Regions from separate parts of the Sus scrofa genome. Here region 2 is linked to region 1. A link is a contact called in public Hi-C data. All regions are on one chromosome and are shown on one strand. The core of a region is the stretch at or near the end of the contact, and the rest is flanking DNA. Distances in the headings are between cores, read along the strand shown. Region 1 has its middle 620 kb from the start of CITED2. Region 2 has its middle 190 kb from the start of CITED2.

Evidence for each region. Hi-C and Micro-C count contacts between places; a contact is called where the count stands out from the background.
Region 2: a contact with region 1 is called in a Hi-C map of heart right ventricle, with 2.8 times the contacts expected there. The contact joins two enhancer-like sites.

The regions. Positions count from the first base shown.
Region 1 is chr1:24,528,365-24,533,528 of Sscrofa11.1, reverse strand. No RefSeq gene overlaps it. Among named protein-coding and RNA genes, the nearest start is that of CITED2, 620 kb to the left of the region's middle. Within about 2 kb of position 2,283, at least 28 of the 83 cell types and tissues checked have an H3K27ac peak or open chromatin away from gene starts, as enhancers often do.
Region 2 is chr1:24,967,641-24,972,804 of Sscrofa11.1, reverse strand. No RefSeq gene overlaps it. Among named protein-coding and RNA genes, the nearest start is that of CITED2, 190 kb to the left of the region's middle. Within about 2 kb of position 3,049, at least 24 of the 83 cell types and tissues checked have an H3K27ac peak or open chromatin away from gene starts, as enhancers often do.

The DNA.
Region 1 (5,164 bases), core at 1,034-3,533:
GATAGAAATAGCTTGAGAAAATTTAGTATTGAGTTACCAATTTAGGAGTTGTATACATATGATTGGATGATATTTTTGAATATGTGGATATACAGAAAGAAAAGAGATTAAGTACAGAATCTGGGAAGAGATAACATTAGAGAGAGGTGAAGAGGAAGAGAGATATCACCAAAAGAGAGATCACATTCCAGCACTTTGTCCTAGAGACATCCTAGTCCAACCCTGAGCTGTAGCAACAGATTTTACATCCTCATGATTGAGGATAACAGTCGGTTGAATTTTCCAGGCATTCCCCAACTTGGTTATTATGGAAGCATCCCATTTATGTGTGGGGTTTATAAGCAGCTGTTCCATGGATGATGGAAAATACACATCCAGGATTTATTAGTGTGTTGGATCAAGTCACAGGCTTTGGAGAAATAGAGCAATTCAAGGAAATCATGAATTTTATAAAAGATAAAAGGAAGAAGATGTAAGGGATTCTGCAATTGGATATCCATAAAAAAAGATGTTGAGTCCTAGCCTTGTCAATCAATTTAGATTGGACATCTATGAAGCTCAAGAGAAAATTCAGTTCAGTAGCTTGTGAAGAGTGGTGTTTTTCACAGAGAGAGTTGATCCATTGTATAGAATAGTAAGTGGATTTACTGACTGTTAATAATTGCATAATTTTAAAAGAAAAACATGTTTGGGTAAAGACACTAATTTATTTGGCTAGGTCATGATGATGTGATGATGTTCTTAAGGATGGTTCCAAATAATGACCTTGGATGCTGAGAAAGGTTAATAAGAATTCTTTTTTCTTTCTTTTTTCTATAAATCATTGGCTCTTTTGCTTTTCTAGTACTTGTATTTCCCCTTTTAAATATGAAAGCACTCAGTGTTAAAATCTGGACATTTTAAAGTTTAATTTGCAATCATCTAAACTCTAACAAATCAACAAAGGTCTCTTTCTAACATTGATTTACTTTCAGAGGGTCATTCATAAACATATTCATTACAGACACACTCCTCAAATATTCAATAATACATCAATCACTGAGCTGTTTATGTTAAGAGACACAATTGAAATTGAACAATATAACTCAATAAAATTACTGGCCTTTTTATTTATTCATCTAAACCCTAGTTGCTCAGTCACTGTAAACAGATCCATTGAAAACAATTCACTTTTCTGTTGTTTCATGATTGATCTTCTCAAACACATGATTATTCTTAATTCAGACAAAATATTTCATTTCTTTAAGTACATGAAAAGGAATTAGAGCCAGCTGAATGCAATAAGGGATGAGGAAGGAAGACGCTCAATAAAAGGAAATCAAACCTGTTTACAAGTCTGGGATCTAAACACTTGTGAGGTTTGTGGTTTTGGAAACTATATTCATATGTTAAAGGAGAAAATGATGAAGGCTAGATAAACATGGGTTTAAAATGGCCTGGGTCAGATTCTCATTCCTCCTTGCACCCTAAATACCTCTTTTAAGCAAAGAATGCCCCTTAATTTCAAAGACATCCTGTTCAGGCAAAACACACTAGCATATGCTGGAGAGAAAGAGAAGTTCATTTTTTTCTGAAAGGATCAAGATATATCTATTATTCAGAAGACATCAGTTAAAACATGGACGTATTCATAAAAACAATTAAGGTATGTAGTGATCATGGGATACACCAAATTATCATCTCCTGCATGCGAATGGTAACTCTTAGTTTCCTAAATCTGTTTTTTGTTTCCAGTTCTTCTACTTTGAATATATGATACTGAAAATATGCTAAATGCAGCCCTTGGGCAAATTAGAACCAGAGATTGGTAAAACATTAGGAATTTTTTTTTTCCTTTTTCAATTTGAAGTGTTGTGTTTATTTAGAAAGTAAAGAAAGTTAATATAAGTACATTCTGGAATCATAAGGATGACCATCTGCTAACTAATTACTATCCTGGAGTTTAAGTGCCCCTTAGGCATATTTATATATTTATTTACATTTTAAACCTGATCGTTGTTTAGAAGAAATGAGAATAATAGGGTTTAAGCTATTGTATGTTGTATATGCAGTATATGTACATATAGTATACTGCATACTAGATACGCAGTCATATTGGATCAATGTCACTTCAAGCGATGGGTAACCAAAAAAGATACTGACTGCAGGAGCCTTTTAATTTGTAGGCTCTGAAATTCTGATGACTGGGGAAAAAGAAAAAGAAAGGCTGAAGGGAACTGGCATTTTAATTCCATGTGGCTGAGCTTTTTAGTTGCATTCAGACACTTCTATTTTTATTTCTTCAAGCTGGGCCCATTTCCAAGTAGGAAGCTGTGGAATTATTGCTCTCACTCCCACATTTAGTGCAATCCCCTATAATACTAAGGTTAGGTCAGCCTTTTCCCTGTCCCCTGCATTAAACCTACAAATAGATCAGATTTCATGATAAGGAACAAGCAAAAAAGGACAAAAGATTTTAAGTGAAACATTGAACCAGCTTGACTTGAATTTGAATTGAATCAACTGCATAATCTAATGTTCACATAGTGCTTTGGCCTCAGATCCTGGTTGGTTTCACCCCATAGCATTTAAGTTATTCTTTCTTTCTTTTCCTTCCTTTTTTTTTTTTTTTCATTGCCTTGCTGTGTGCTGATACATTTAAAAGGATAGCTCTTTGTGTTTTATGCAATGGAAAAATTGCTGTTGAAGTCTTAGCCTTGAAAGGCACAGACTGTATCTAAAAACAGAAAAAAGCAATCTTTTGCCCCGCCTCCAATTGGTTGTTTGGAAACAGCTGTTGGACGCCAAGTTTGTACTTCACCCTTATCAGCCCATTTGGTGAGATCAGAATGTGCCTGAATAACTCTGAAGGTCAAAATATGTTGACTGAATTTTCTGCTGCTACCATTCCAGAAAGCCAGCTCATACTATCCCTGACTGTCAACAGCAGCCAGGCTCTGCCCTTCTCATGATCATGACACATAGTGGAAGTATCCCTGGTTTCTCTACATCCAAATCCCTGCATGATGTGTGTTACACTCAGGATAAGCACAGCAGGATGGCCTGCCAGTGGACCTGACAGATCTGGCCTACTAACATATGGAATTGCCCTCCAAAATAAAACACACTATTGCATTGACTTGTCATGATTCAAGGCCCACAATATTTGTTTGATCTTCTTTTTCTCAACCATAGGTGTCTAATTTATGGTATCTACAACATTTGTCTGAGAGAACTGGGCATTATAATTTTCATATTCAAGCTCATAATCATTTTAGCTTTCCAAAAACGATGCTGCATTGGTCTTAATTGCTTCTTGAGTTGAAGATGTTCTTTCCAGCCCTTATTTACAGTGCAGCTCAAAATGCTTCCTAACATGAACAGAGGGGTCTTTGATTTTTATAATTATTTAATCATTCAGTCTTTTTACAGAGTTGGATCATGCTATATTTTTACTTAGCTATTAGAAAATACTCACTGGGAGTTCTGTTGTGGCTCAGCGGAAACGAATCTGACTAATATCCATGAGGATATGGGTTTGATCCCTGGCCTGCTCAGTGGGTTGGGATCTGGTGTTCCTGTGGTTGTGGTGTAGGCCAGCAGCTGTAGCTCTGATTCAGCCCCTAGCCTAGGAATTTCCATATGCCACAGACACAGCCCTAAAAGGAAAAAAAAAAAAGCAAGAAAGAAAATACTCATTGAACAATAAGAACTTTTAAATATTATAAAATTCTGTTCTAGAATCTCATCTTAATGATACCTACTTCTTAGCTTAAAAACATTGTCTAAAAGATGTTAAGTATTAATCTTGCATTTTGCAGCACGCTCACATTTATCTCCAAATAATGTACAGTGTTTTGGCAGTTATTTATCTAGTTATTTATATATTTATGTGATGCCTATTTCTGAAATATTCAGTGCCTTTGACAAGTGTGCTGTGTTGGCAGAAAATAACGTTTAAGAGAGAAACAATATTCTATTTCACTTGACTACTTCAATACAACAACTATAGTAGTATTTTATGACTTAATGAACAACCATCAGAAGGAAAGAGAAATAGACCAACCAATCACGCAAGTTATCAAGTCACAGAGACTAAATAAAAACTCTGTGTGGATTTCTTTTCAAGGTGAAAAAAAAAAATAGAGCTGTTATCCAAAAGGTGAAATAATGAATTTAGGGGAAACATACATTTTAAAAGGCTTGTAACTGATTTTTATTTTGCTTTGTATGTCAGGTTCCTCCTCTAAACTCAGAGCTTCCCTTTTCCTCACAGGAGTCAGTTTGGGCAAAAGGCCATTGAACTATGTGGAGAATCATTATTTGAACAAGACATTTATCATCAGGTTTAGATGGTTTGATATGCAGTTATTCTGAAGACCAGTTAAATATCATACCTAATGTTCATAAAACAGACCAAATTATATTCTTACATGAGTAACATATCTTAGTTTCCCATATATGTTTTCTCTTTCAGTTTATTTTCTTTTCACAAATGATATTAAAAATGTGCTAAGTTGGTGAACTAGGATCAAGATATGCATATAACTGTATTTCAGCCAGAGATGTTTCAGCAGGGCATATTATTTGTCATTAAACTCTGTTTTAATATTGTAATAAGTACAATATTTTGACATAGAGAACATTTCACAAATTTTCTCTTTCTTGGGAAATACTGCCAATATTTCTTTGTCACCATAATACAGTTATTTGAGGAAGTGGTGGTAACCTATGAACTCTCCATCAAGCTCATCAGGAAATTGCTATAAAGAAGGAATTGTCAAGTGATGCCCTTGATCCCTTAGGGAAGAGTGGGTCTCCTTTTGGGGAAGCTGAGAGAGATTTATTTAGGAAGAAGTATTGAGAATTGTCTTTTTTCCCCAATCTCTGCCTGAATTTTGCTTACTTATTATAGATGCTGTTTTCATCTTCTGAAATTGCATTCCACTTTTATAAAAGATTTGGTTTAACTTTAGGGGATTTTCCTGCAAGGCTTGCTTCCATTCAAATTTCCTTAAGATGTTTTAATATCTATTCTGGTGGCTCTTTCTCTAATGGTATCAGGATGAGCTCTTTCTAAAAGTTTGTAAATTCAGATTTAGTATCCAGTTAAATGCAGATGTTAAATGCAGATATGTTCTAGGGTCTTCATCACATAATTCCAATATCAATACATTTCATTAAC
Region 2 (5,164 bases), core at 1,800-4,299, 440 kb before region 1:
TGTAGAGGTGATAATATCGCTGCTGTAGGGTGGTCTTCTGTCATGGGTCTAGGGGGCAAGGAGTTCTAAATAGAGTGGCTTTATGATTCCCTTGAAAACAATCGTCTTAGAGTGATATCATAATTTATGGCAAAATATTATTAATTTCCAAATCACTGAAAACATATATTCAAATATATGTATAAAAACATATTCCAAATGCCCGATTCAACTTCAAAAATTAGATAAGCCATCCACTGCTGGCTGACTAGTGATGTTTATATTTATTCACATTTTAGATTATTTTTCACTATTATCCTTTATATGGGTATGTCTAGAGAGTTGGATAGCATGGAAATAAAAGTAAAATAAGCCTGCCACACCACAGTGGGATCAGACCCACAGGTACTACAGCGCTTCCCTGGCAAGAGGGGCCATGAATAGTTGCAACCTCCCCACCCCACAGAAATGTTTTGAAAACAAGTTATATAATAACCTGAATTCTTGTCTAGAACTTGACAGGCAATAACCATAGGCCTGGTTTATATTTATTTTTATAACTATATATATTTATTTATATATATTTTAAAATAAATAATTTATATAATTATATATTATATATATTATATATATATATTTAAAACATAAATATAGATGTTTATATTTATTCACATTTTAGATTATTTTTCACTATTATCCTTTATATGGTTATGTCTAGAGAATTGGCTAGCATAGAAATAAAAGCATAAAATAAAAGCACAGAGGGGAACAAATGGCACATATTGGTGCCCCCCAAATTTAAAAAAGACAAAGGATATAAGCAGAAAGGAGGAGAGCAGATTCCTTAAGTGATATGAATCTGCTGAAATGCCTGTTCATGATTTGGAAGCAGCAAAAATTGGGAAAAAAACCGCTTCCTAATAAAAAAAAAATAAGATAGTAATACTTAAATTTCCAATACATATTGCGAATGTAAGTAGAAATGCTGTTGGTGTGGAGAAAAAGCACCTCAAAACCTGACTCACAGGTCCATGCATGTCATTTGCCATGGTGTTTTGTTTCATAAATCACATTTATGCTTGGGAAGTACAATATGTGCGTACGTAATATTAATGCTAATAGCGGCCGTAGTAAGTTCCTGGTCCTGCCTGCACTAATGTTGCTCTTCTCCGAAGGCTGTTATGGAGGTCACAGCAGTAAAGAACTAGCAGCAAAGATTGAAAAGAATGTTATTTCTCTAAGACGAATCTGGCCTTAAACTTCAGGTCCTGCTTCTGCCCAAGTGTGGAGTCATAGGAGTCAACCAAAACGTAGCTACTAATCAAAATTATGATCAAGATAGCCACGTGACATACTGAATGGTAGGAAAGCCAGTTAGGGGAAGGGAAGGCCCTATGATGATAGAGAGGAGGACAAACATTCATTGTTACGCGCTCACTTCTGCACCAAGTTCTGATCTTGAGAGCTTATAATTATTTTATGATGCCTGAAATAGTTATGATACTTGCATTCTTCACGGGCCTGTCTCCGGGAAAGCATTCACATGCTTGATAAACCTATTGTTCTTAGAGAATGGCATTGTCAAGGAAAGGGGTGAAGCACTCGGGGAGCGGCCAGTTCTCACCTGGTGTGTACCGTGCCCACCCGTGCTGGCAAACCTTAGCAAGGGCGTGAATGGACTCAGAGTGACACTAGTTCCTGGGACTAGAAGGGCCAGGGCAGTGACTCAGGGATGGGCCTTTCCCTCTTGGAGCCTTAGATGGCCTATGGTTATTGCCTGTCAAGTTCTAGACAAGAATTCAGGTTATTATATAACTTGTTTTCAAAACATTTCTGTGGGGTGGGGAGGTTGCAACTATTCATGGCCCCTCTTGCCAGGGAAGCGCTGTAGTACCTGTGGGTCTGATCCCACTGCGGTGTGGCAGGCTTATCAGGTTGGCCAACCTTGTAGATCCTGTCGTGCATAGAATATTTTCTTCTCTCTCCACTTTTTTTGTTTACTTAGCAAAAGGCACTCCACCCTCACTGCAAGTTTTGACACTCTCCGTGATACACTGTATGGCTATTGTACCTTGACTTTCAATTACATTCAATCCTATTATAATCATTTTCTTATAGCAAATTCTCTTTAACACCTGAAAAGCTCAAGTCCCATGAGTGGAGTGTTATGCTGTCAAAATAAAAACCAGAGGAATCCTCCTGGAATTGCAGTAGCTATTGTATGTTTTTGAAAATAAAATCAGCAGAAGGACTTAACATACTTCACTTTCAATTTTGGTAGCTAAAGAGAGAAAAATTATTCTGAGCCATTCAGATATGGCTTGATCTATAGACCAATGGCCTTAATACACTGATTTTAAATCAATGTGATAGCATGTTAAAAGACTTTCTCTGCAAAAGCATTTTTTTTTTTTTCGGGTGTGAGGTTCAGAATTTCTAATTATTACTGTTATGTTGATTAATGTAAGCAGAATTCTTCACTAACATAAGAACATACTGCATGGGAAAGTTTCAGTTTGTTTGCCTTATTTCTTTTAATGCTTCTGGTATAATGACTGAACCATGATCAAGTTTCACATTTCATAGGCACATGGACATGACTATTTTTGGCCAACATCTATAAGTATAGCTCAGAAGCCTGTTTTATTATTCTAGTTATTTAGGCTTTATTCCATGTCGTTTGTTGCTACTTTAGGGTAACATCATTTTGAGGAACATTCTCAGGGTCAAAGTAGAGAAGTGGATGTCTGAGGAAGGTAACAGATTTTGTTAGCAGTGTCTTTTTCACTTTTAGTCATGCCTGTTGATTCTACAAACCGTCATTCTGAGTTCCATCCCAGGCAATGAGAGCCCTTCATGGATTAGCTAATGGGAGGATGTCTCTCCAGTTAATCAAATCCCACCTAACGATCCTGAGGAACAAAAATAAGTTTGCTGGTGACTCGTACCAGGTGTTTTGCTATAACCTGGGAGAGGTGAGAGTTGTCTGCTTTCCTAAAGCAGCTTTGGTTCAGGCCCATCTTTCCAGCCGAGGGTAATGTGAGCTGGAATTAGTCGCAGAGGCTCTGGCAGCTGGCTTAACCTGTTTATATAAAGACGGAACACAGCCACTGATTAAGAGAGCCACCTCCTACTGGTTGGTTTTGGAGAGAAGCCCAGAATTTTCCATGGTGATAGCTTTTAAAAGTTAGGTCAGCATCTCAGTGAAAGATAAGGACACACAAGAAAGCCCTTGTGGGTTTCCCTGTCTTCAGAAACCCCACTGTTCAGCAAGAGTTAGAATAGATATATTTGACCAATTAAATGCCTCAACTAGGTTTATCTCCGTGAAAGGATCACTCTTCTTGAAGTGATCCTTTGGACTGAGGATTAAGTGGGTCAGTTTGAGCCAAGCTTTAGCATTTAGTCACTTATGTATGGCCTTGGCTCTTCACAGTGGATTGGTCAGTGAAAAGATCATTCTGAAGTTAAGACACTTTCTATGGGGGATGTTTTTAAATGGTAGGGACAGCTTTTTAATAATGAAAGACTATTGTTTCTAGGTTTAAATTAGGGAATAAGGTGAAAGGGAGCAAAGAAACATGGGAAGGAAGCTGAGTAGGGGAACAGAGACCTGTGGAAAAATCCCATGGAGAATCACTGGAGAAACTCTAGGTTTCAGCCTCAGCGGTCGCATGGATTTCAGTGGGACCCACAGTAATATATCTGAAAAACTGAGAAAAATTGTCTCAGGTCTTGGTGTGACTTGTGAATGCAAAGGAATCCTTATACTGGATTGGATTTTGACTCTACATTTTTATTTATTTAGCAGGCACAGACTATTCCTTAAGTTTTCTGTACGCTTAGAAATAAAGATGTGGTCATGCCAAAACACTATGTGAACTGGAGTCTTTAGTAGCTAGAGTGTGTGCAACTAAAAATGGTGATTGGAGGATATTCCTGCCCTCTAGTCTGCAACTTCTAGAGGTTAAAAAAAAAGAACATCCCACTTTCAAAAAAGGGAAAAAAGTCCTTTGCATAGATTATTATATAAATAAATCTTCTTAACAAGCACTGCAGTTTTTTTTTTTTTACAAAGCACAAAGAGTTATTGTGTGATTTATGTGAAAAGGTTATATAACTGTACTCTGTTACTTTAAATAGTGTTTTTTATTTAAACTGCCAACTTCTTCATCACCAGCAAAGAAAAAAATGCATATTTGCAAAGCACAAAGGTAATTTTCAAGGACTGTAATTAGCTCATGATAACTCTATCTTTTGTGATGTCTTTGCTGCGGAACTAGAAAAGAAATGGGTTTTCATTGTTAAATCTAAACCATGGCACCTGCAGTGTGTCAGTTCAGTGAGAGCCAAGGAGGGAGGAAGTTAGAAGTATTACACTTGGTCAGGGGAAAATCACCAAAGGACTAAAGTAACAGATCTTGTACTTTTCATTTGGTTTCATGTTTTCTTTTTAAAAACATGCAAGGGGAAACCCTGTCCCTGTTCCCCAACTGATCCTTTGTCCCCAGGATACTATAAGATCTATTTAAAAATCAAACTGAATACATGATGTGATAGATGGAAACAAGAATGGAAATTATAGTAAAAGAAGATAGGAGAGCAAAAAAAAAAAAAGTCTTTGTGTCATAAAAATGGATAATAGGACAGAATGTTGGCAAGAAAAAGAAAAGTTAAAAAAAGGAAACAACATTTGAGGAAGAGGATGCTAATTAATTTAATTCATTCCAGGAAAATTGATTACTAAGAGAAGTTTTTTTCCCATGAAAAATTCTTCTGTCTTCGGGGAAGTCTGAATAGATGTGCAAACAAGGGGTGTGGGTGTGTGTGTGTGTGTGTGTGTGTGTGTGTGTGTGGTGTCACCAAGTTTTTCCTAGGATTGGTTGAGACAACACAGAAAAATCCAAGAGGGCAGAGTCACAAAATTTCCCCCAATGAAGAGTATATTCAAAGAAAATCTAGGAAATTTCCTTAGGAAGATAGGCTATTGTAGGCACAGTAACCCCCTGGAGGTCATACCTATACAATGTACCAGGATTTGAAGGAGGGGTTTCTTCGGAGAAGTGAGCCCTACCTCCGTAGTCTGCGAGCTGGTATTCTAGAGCTTGTTTTCCTCACAGTGGACTCTGACCACGTGAACAACAGGAAAATCCATAAAGCACTTGAAGTCAAGGAATTGCAGTGT